2 separate regions of the Mus musculus genome follow, and region 2 is linked to region 1. A link is a contact called in public promoter capture Hi-C data. All regions are on one chromosome and are shown on one strand. Each heading gives the region's core, a stretch centred on a gene start, on an enhancer-like site or on the middle of the called end of the contact. The rest is flanking DNA. Distances are from core to core; before and after follow the strand shown.

Region 1 (4,369 bases), core at 132-2,631:
TGTAAAAGAAAGGGGTGGATAACCAAAATGGCTGCACTCTACAGAGAAGAGCCTCTGGGATAGGGCAGCCCAGCCCCCGAGCTGGAGAGTTGGGGAAAGAGGGAACTAGAGGGTGGGGTATGCCAGCCATACCTGTAACAGGTAGGGACTGAAGGAGGCTGGGAGAACCTGGCAGCCAGGTCCGCTTTGATATATTAAATAGATCCTTCAGATAGTTCTCCCAGGGTTTGAGACTTCCCAAGAGTCTATCCCTTCCAATCTATAGCACTATAGAATCTATACCATTCTTTTTCTTCACATTCTTCCAGATTCTTCTTCTGGCTGCCCCACAGCAAGAGCATTATCACTCCCGTGTGTCATATGGGGAAACAGGGCTAGAGTATCCCACGGAGTAAGACCACTGGCAAAACTGCAACTGGAAACTAGAGTCCACTATCCTAGCTGCTAGCTTGTACCTTCTTCTCAGTCAGAGGGAAGCCATTTTCCAAGCTGGTACCCACCAAACGACATTTGTAGGGATAGTCTTAGATAGATCCCACAACTTAGAATCAGTGGGCAGAACAGAGCTTCTAGTCAGCAGTTCAAGTCTCAGCTCAGCTATGTGTTAGCTGAGTGGCTTTAGACAGTGACCACATCTCTGGGAGCCCACGTTCCCTCCTACAAGATGGTGTCATTGACAGCACTGACCAGGAATTGCTCTGGGTGGGTGGAATGGGATGGAGCAGGGCAGGGGACTGCCCTTTTCTACCTTCTCTTACTGGACCTATGTCTGTGAGGCAGATGAATCTCACATAGGATGTAGTCCGTGGCCTCAAGGAGAGGACCCAGGTTAAAACAAGAGGTGGATCAGAGGATCCAGCACATTGAGCCCCCAGGCAGGCTCCAGGGGGAAGGAGGCTGAAAACAGGCTGCCCTCCTGTGTGACCTGGCTAGCGCCTTCCCATCAGCAAGCGGGCCTGAGAGACAAGGATGCCCCCATTCACTGCCCCATGTTTTCACTACAATAACCCTGGGAGTAAAGAAGGTGCCTTAGCCCTTCCCAGATGGGGAAACAAAGGCAGGTGAGGCTCTGTCCAAAGTGCCAGAGCTTCCCCACAGCTCCCCACCCTCCTGGATCTGGCTCCCCAACTTCCCTCTTACCTCGAAAGGGGAAGGTGGCCAGTCTGTTCAGGTTCTCTTCCAGTTTCCCATAGTCTACCTCTGCGGTGGCGGTGAATGGGGTGGTCACGGGTGGGTAGATGCCGGCAATGTCTACCTTCTTGCCCTTCACATTCCTAGACAAGCCCCTGCTCAGACCCTGCCTCATGGAGGCCCAAATTTGGGGGCCCAGCATTTCTGCGGGAGGTCTGGAGCCTCAGCTGTCTGTGACCACAGGGGAACTGAGTTTGGACTCCTTCCTCCCCGCTCTGTTAATGATCTACATACACAGTTAAAATTTTGTGTTCCCACCACAACCTGTGGGCATGGCTTGGGAGCGTGCAGCTTTGCACTGGGTGTCCCAGGTCGGGGGCGGGTCTAGAGAGTCTCCAGGCCGGCTTTCTTCCCTGCTGGAAAGCCGCTGGAGAAACGCCACAATTACGGCCTAAAAGAGAGCTGGCCCTTGGGGTTTCAACACTAAAAACAGTCTCTGACAGGGACCTCTTTACCCAGCGCCAGGGCCTGGAGCCACCCACCCCACCCTTACCCCCGACCCCAACACGCACACCCTCCGTTTCCAGGCTGGCTGAACATGACGGAACTGATTGGTTGAGCTGGCCTGGCCCCGCCCTACTGTAGCCAACCACTTGCTCTTCCAGAAGCAGTTGTGAAAAATCACTCCTCCTGTCTACAAGTGGCTGCCAAGGGCCGTCACGTGTTAGCCCTCTGCTGGCCACACAGGGACACACAGCTCCATGGAACAGTCTTGAAGATAGGAGCAGAAGATGAGTATGCCACAGTGTGAAACATACCACAATCGCGGCCCCAGGGATTAGGAAAGAAAAGCAGGATGAGAGGGACAAAGCAAGGCCAGGCCAGCGTCGGGAGACCTACTAATTCAGGACCCAAGGGACTCCACATTTCCTGCGTTCCCAAGCTCACTCTAGCATCCAGTCTTTGCTCTTACGTGTTTGGAGCACGAACAGAGACAAACGCCACAAATAGCAAAGCCAGCACTTTATTGTGTTGCATCTAGGGGTGTTCCTGCTAGACTGGCTGCAGGCAGCTCATAGTAGGGGGTTGGGTGCCCAGCTCCGGGTAGGTATTTACTGGGCTGGTATAGGCTGAGGTGTCTCACGGCCACTCCCAGGCCTCTCCAGTCCGTTCTGCTCTGATTCTGGCTCGGGATGCTCCAGGGCATGCCGGGTGTCTGCTTGCCAGAGCTGGACCAGGTCCGTGGGGGTCTTTCCCGCCTGGAGAAAATAGAAGTAGACATACTCAGATTTGAGCAGTCCACCCGAAATTGTCTTCAGCTGTACCAGTGGTTCTCAGCTAGAGGCAAATGCCCAGGGGTAAAGCCATCTTGCATTTCACAACTAGAGGTTATGGTTGCTACTGCTATCTAGTGGGCAGAGACCTGAGATGCTGGGACAGTGCACAGGAAAGTCCCTTCATTATGAATCGTCCAGCCCCAGTGTCTGCAAGGCTAAGACCATCCACACCCTCTCCATGTGCTCTTGCTTCCCTCAATGTCCCTATGCTTTCCTGTGCCAGAAGAACTTTTCCATGCCCCTCTCCTGTGATTGTTCTGTGAACCAATAGATAGGCTTGGGCCAGAGGACATCTATTCATAGAAAGTCTGAGACCTACCACGAACCAACATGAGGTGCTAGAATGGCCACACCAACCAAGTAATTTGATTCCCTTTCCACTGGCCCTCCATGGATTGGGCCTGGGCACTGCGATCCCCTTCACCTATCTGGGAACCTTGGGGAAGTCCTCCCATTACCTCTCTTATTGTTTCTCTAAACTTATGCTTTGGGCCTTGACACATGAAGGGAGACCTGGGATTAGGATGGTGTAGCCAAGCGCCAATGACATGAGTACCTAGGCTGTGGCTGCCCCATGGCCTCTGCAGAACATCCACCATGCAAGGGCACCCCAAACCACCAAGCCCGAGGAACAGACTCACCAGGTTCTTAGCCATCATGTCCGCCCCATGCAAGAGCAGCAGTTTGATGATTTTGTAGCGGTTGAGTCTCACGGCATCATGTAGGGCACTGTCCCCTTCCTAGAATCAGTGTAGCACACAGGTAACCCTTGAGGTCAGTGGGTGGGTAGGGTGATAGGAGATGGGGCTAAAGACCTTGCTCAGAAGCAGACACCCTAGGGTCCTGTAAGGAAGGACTACTCGCCCTTGGCAGCCTGGTAGGCTGCTGTTACACCCATATTGGCTGAGCAGGGGAGCAAGCAAGGACTCACTCTGTCTTTGGCATTGATATCCAAGCCCAGGGAAAGAAAATGTTCCACAATCTCCACGTGTCCAGTACGGACGGCCACATGCAGGGGAGTGCTCAGTAGCTGTGCGGGAGGAAACAGGACTGTTGGCACATGGGCCTGGGCTGTGGTATCCTGGGGTGGAAGAGCTATCTCCAGCTTAATCCTACTCTCAAGTCCGAGTGCCAAAGCCTGAGCCTTGGACAGGAGAGAATGGTCCAACATACCACTATCCCTCCCAGTTGCCTGATCGTACAGCTCTAAGTGCCACCTCCTCTGGCGAGCCTACTACAGTTCCCTTCTTGCCTGGCAGTGAACTATTGTCCACTCCTCCACCTTTGTAAAAAGTCAGGGACTCTGGGCTGGAGAGATGGCTCGGCGGTTAAGAGCACTGACTTCTTCCAGAGGTCCTGAGTTCAATTCCCAGCAACCACATGGCGGCTCACAACCATCCGTAATGGAATCCAATACCCTCATCTTGTATATCTGAAGACAGCTACAATGTACTCATATACATAAAATAAATAAATAAAATCTTAAAAAAAAAAAAAAAAGTCAGGGCCTCACTACCTAGCCCAGGCAGCTGCAAACTCTCAATTCTCTTATCTCTGCCTCCCAGGTATCTAGGTTCTCCTTCAATCAATTAACATGCTTATTCATTGGAACAGTGGGACTGAGCCCATGATCTTGCACATACTAAACAAGTATGCTACCATGGAGTCACACACCACACCTGGCGCACTTTCTTTAGTAATTTTTTTTTTTTAATGAGACAAAGTCTCACAGTGTAGACCAGGCTGACCTTGATCTTAGTGGTCCTCCTGCCTCTGCCTCCCGAGTACTAGGATTAAAGATGTGAAACCATCACCCAGCTCCGGCATTTTTGAATAATTATATTCGATGCCATTAACTGAGAAATGACTGTGGTAGATGTGGCAAAAGCTTCTTGTGTTAA
Region 2 (4,802 bases), core at 1,739-4,238, 160 kb before region 1:
TCATCATAATAATATGTAATCTGAAGTCTATTAATAAACTTGCCTTACCCCACTGCCTTGAAATCCATTGATTTATCTTGCTCTTTAAATTGACTTTTAAATTATGCGAAAGTTTGACTCTGTACACCCTCTGAAAAGGTTTGAGATTTCGAGATCCATTGTGGGGGAGGGGAACACAATAAAAATGTAGAAAGCAGTAGGAGTTTATGAAAATAATTAAGTTTGATCGGAGAGGCATCTTAGATGGGAAAGATAGCTATGCAAATTTTTGCTCTATTGAACAAATGGTCTCCTCTACCAGTTGAAGTAGCGTGAACCTGGACGGACTACATACATCCCAGGATGGACAGATGCCAAGTGCGCCAGGTGTTCAACCCAGCTGCCTAGGCCCTGGGTTTACCTCATCAAGAATCAACACCACATCAGAAAGTAGCTCAGCCGGAGATCCAGGGCAAGGGCTGACCACAGAAGGGCACTGCCTGAGCAGCAGAGTGCACTCTGGCTTCATGCCTTATAGAGGGCTCTCCCCCTTGCTCCCATCAATATTGGGGAGCCTCAGCCTCCCCACATCAGAGTTGACAGGTAACGAAGGCTCATCGTCCTCCCAGCCCAGCCCCACTGCCCTTCAGAGCCCAAGCTTCCAGGCCCAGACAGGCTTGATTTCTAGCCATGTGCTGGCCTTACATAACCAGCCACAGGAACAATGCCCAGCTCTGTCCAGGTCACCCATAGCAATGCCAAGAACGGCCCAGCCAAACCAGCTGGCCCAGGACCCAACACCTTACACAGCCACCTGGGAGGTCCAAGGCCCCTGTAAGTGTCCAGAGCTGGAGTGGGTGTGGCACAGAGCCACACCTCCCAGACAGCATACAAGATGGCCAAGCCCAGAGATGAGGCAGGGAGTGAATTACAGAGAGCAGTGCCATTCTGCTCGGAGCTCAGAGTCCTGTCCAAGGCGTCTTGGGGGATGTTCAGGACACCTAATGTACATTGACCCGAAGCCTCGTCCCTGTGAGCATCTGACATTTCCCAGTGTCCTTTACACGTGGGTGCTGCACAAGGCCTTTCCATCCATCTTTGCCCATCACAACCACTTCAGTGGAAGTCCCACTTTATAAAGTAGGAGACTAAGGGTCAGGATAGCTCCTACTTGCCAGAGGCTACGCAGGTAGTTGGGAAAGAGGGGGCAGAATTTGAACCTGGTTTTCAGTTGCAGACAGCATCCTTTCCCATTACTACTGTACCCTGCTTCTCTCTGTGGGGATCAACCTTTCGCCCATCTGCAGAGACTCTTGATGCTACACATAAAGGAAAGGCCCCAGCTGGCTTATACGTGGACTCAACTATGTCAACCAGGACATCAGAGGCATCCCATCCCAACCTGGACTGCCTGCTTCCTCTGCTCCATCAGCTACATGAAGGACCAAGCCTTTGTACCTCATATATATCAGCATGTGGCAAGTGTCCTCTATGTGTGGAGTGGATACTATAGTGTGGGTCCACCTCTCTCCGCTACATGAGCAGGTCGGTTAGAAGCCAAGAGCCCTGGAAATATTGAGGAGCAAAGAGAAGAAGGAAGGACAATTGGGGAGAAACGCTCCTTATTCAAAGTGGAGCCAGTCCCTACCCCCTCAATCCCTACCCCCCTCACATATACTCCACTTTCCCACCCCCGGCCCTTTGGAAGCTCGTCCCCGGAAGGGAAGCCAGAGGTCTGGTGAAACCAATAAGAGCCTCCTTCCGCAAGCCTCTGTTCCAGTTCCTCTCACAGAAAAGTCAAGGAAGACAAAACCCAGACAGACACTAAGCGTGGGATCCTGGAAGTCACCTTTCTGATGTCTGCTTGGAGGACAGAAGCAGTTCTCCTTACACCCACAGTGTTTCCTGCCCAGGCTGGACTCTATCTTGCCCAACAATAGTGACTCTGCTCTTTGGAGCCTACCGCCTGAATCAGACCCTGCCCTCCTTAGCGCATGACCCTGGGACAGTTAACCCCACGTCTCCAAATCCTCAGAATCCAGACCTTCAGGTTGTTGATGTGTGCTCTGACTCTGGAACCGCACTACCTATATCCAATGGCCACTTGGAATCCTCACCTGACCTCAGCTTCAGCATCTTTATCTGTAAAGTAGTGATAATAAATGGTTCCTACCCTCCTTAGGGCATCACTGTGAAAATTCCATGAGGTAGGTTATGAAATGTGCCTAGGACAGTCTCCAAGCACAGCTAGCACCTATTGGGTGTGAGCTTTCATTAGAAAAGGGCATGGATAGCCGGGCGGGGTGTGCATGCCTTTAATCTTAGCACTCGGGAGGCAGAGGCAGGAGAATCTCTGTGAGTTCGAGTCCAGCCTGGTCTACAAATTGAGTTCCAGGACAGCCAGGGCTGTTACACCGAGAAGCCCTGTCTCAAAAACAAAAACAAAAAAACATAAACAGATGTTTATAAGGTCGTTCAGTGATGCACATTATGCATGGCACTTAGTAGGGATTCATTAAATAGAAGCCAAAATTCCCTTTACCCTGCCCCCTCGGGTGCCACGGATTTGTCTTAGCCATCTGCTATCCCTAGAGGGCTGCCAAGTGCCTGGCATTGGACAGAACCTCAGGGCATACTTAAAGACCTCAGGGTGAAGCTCTGCTTGCCTGGCCAGGAGGGCGTGGATGGCCAAGAGACTCCATTATCTGAGAAGAGCGATGGAGGTGTTGGAGAAGGGAAACCAGAGCCGAGCAGGGAAAGGCCGAGGCACAGAGATAAGCAGGTGAAGTGAGTGAGAAAAGGAACAGGAGAGAGACTGTGGTGGAGAGAGATAAAAAGACGAAGCAGGGGGCAAGGGTGAAAAAAATGCTGAGCCCCCAGGAAAAGGCACAAGGAGAGGTCTGGGCAGCAGAATAGTTGACGGGTCAGGGTCGCGAGGCGAGGCGGGACCCGAGGGACCCGAGCCGGGCGGGAAAGACTCAGGGTTCCTCCCAGGTCCGCCAACCCGGGGCGGGGGTGGGAGGTGAGGGGGACCAGCGGCTGCAGATTGGCTAGGGAACGGCGAAGCCTGGGCTGGAGCCCCGTGGTGGGAGGCGCCTGGATCACTCCGGCAGCGGAGCGGAGCAGAGACTGCCACCTACTTGGACGACCCTAGTAGCAGCCGGCTTCAGGGAACATCCCAGCCGGGGCGCACGCCGGGCAGCGGGGCGCCGAGCACCGAGCCGTCGGGGCAGGCCGCAACATCCAGCCATGTGGGTGGCCTGGAGCGCACGGACGGCCGCACTGGCGTTGCTGCTCGGGGCGCTGCATGGGGCGCCAACACGCGGCCAGGAGTACGACTACTACGGTTGGCAGGCCGAGCCGCTGCACGGCCGCTCCTACTCCAAGCCACCGCAGTGCCTCGACATCCCCGCCGATCTGCCGCTCTGTCACACGGTGGGCTACAAGCGCATGCGGCTGCCCAACCTGCTGGAGCACGAGAGCCTGGCCGAGGTGAAGCAGCAGGCAAGCAGCTGGCTGCCACTGCTGGCCAAGCGCTGCCACTCAGACACCCAGGTCTTCCTCTGCTCGCTCTTCGCTCCCGTCTGCCTGGACCGACCCATCTACCCCTGCCGCTCGCTGTGCGAAGCCGTGCGCGCCGGCTGCGCTCCGCTCATGGAGGCCTACGGTTTCCCTTGGCCCGAGATGCTGCACTGCCACAAGTTCCCCCTGGACAACGACCTCTGCATCGCGGTGCAGTTCGGGCACCTGCCTGCCACCGCGCCTCCAGGTAGCGCCTTTGCGCCCAGAGCGCCTCGGACTGATCCTCTCCCCAAACCCTCATCTGTACTCCCCGATAGGTGCCAAGCCCCTATACACAGCGCCCTGGCACTGTCTCCTTTTTCCTTCCAACCTTTATAAACTTGAAGCTCTGGGTATTCCCACTAGTTCTCTCCCAACTCTGACCTGTACCTTGTGCAACTCACAGCACGCTCGGTTTTCCGAGCTGCGGAATCCCTGGAAGCCTTGGAGACGTCCCTCATAAATGCCGTATTCCTTTCCTCATCTCAAGGATGCTTGGGGTCGCTAGGCAGTTTCTTTGACCTGAACTGCCGACACCCAGACAAGCGCTACTCCTTCCCTGACCTCGGGAACTTTGAGAAGAGGCGGGTGGTTAGGGAAGCCCTGAGGGCCCTCGTTTCAAGGCCTGTAACCCTAACTTCCCCTCCTCCCAATTCCTAGGCTTTTGGGTACTTTACTTTTCTGAACCTTCTTTGCCCAGCAGTGAAGTCCAGCATCTTGAGCTCCCAAGCCCTGCTTCCCACTGGCTCGTTATACTGCCATTAGACCTGATTTCTGATTCATCTTCCTTTTCATTGTGCAGGTCCTCAAAGCTGTCCCATATCTGGGGGCCACACCCCCTCCTCCTTTCTCCAAGAATGCCTGTCCTCTTCCAAACTGGCCTGAGCCCCTAGCATCTCCCCCGCCCCCCACATACACACCCATAGCTCCCAGCAGGCAACCTTTGCCTGTTAACTGGGATAGTGAGCGCTCCCGTGAGCCCCCACAGCTGGAACATTCAAATCTCCCCCCCCCCCCGCCCCACCACTCCTCCCAAAGCATCTGAGCTCCTCTTTGTATCGCCCTAACCCCTCTCAAATTAATCAGCTTGGTCTTAGGAGCCTCCCACCTTCTCCTTCTCCCTCTCTGGGGGATTCTGGGAGGGAAAAGTCTCTATCTTGAAGGCTGAGAGTGGCAGGCAGGAATAGAGTCAGCTAAGCAAGAAATCCACGGTTCCCAGAATCCTCCAGGTTCCTTTTATAGTTTCTTTGGAGCCCAAACAT

What was found. Capture Hi-C pulls out chosen DNA fragments and counts their contacts.
Region 2: a promoter capture Hi-C map of liver shows a contact between it and region 1. The contact joins the promoter of Sfrp5 here to the promoter of Hoga1 in region 1. A contact is called at or near these places in 4 of 39 promoter capture datasets (embryonic stem cells, neural stem cells and stem cell-derived epiblast-like cells) and 2 of 9 other capture datasets (adipose tissue and liver).

What each region holds. Positions count from the first base shown.
Region 1 is chr19:42,042,882-42,047,250 of GRCm38.p6, reverse strand. Hoga1 (4-hydroxy-2-oxoglutarate aldolase 1) reads right to left here and starts at 1,381. Exons shown (of 7, transcript NM_026152.2): 1 at 1,141-1,381. The coding sequence starts at 1,333. It overlaps Ankrd2 (ankyrin repeat domain 2 (stretch responsive muscle)), which reads right to left. Exons shown (of 9, transcript NM_020033.2): 7 at 3,400-3,498; 8 at 3,110-3,208; 9 at 2,141-2,390. The coding sequence ends at 2,244.
Region 2 is chr19:42,200,438-42,205,239 of GRCm38.p6, reverse strand. Sfrp5 (secreted frizzled-related sequence protein 5) reads left to right here and starts at 2,988. Exons shown (of 3, transcript NM_018780.3): 1 at 2,988-3,748. The coding sequence starts at 3,229.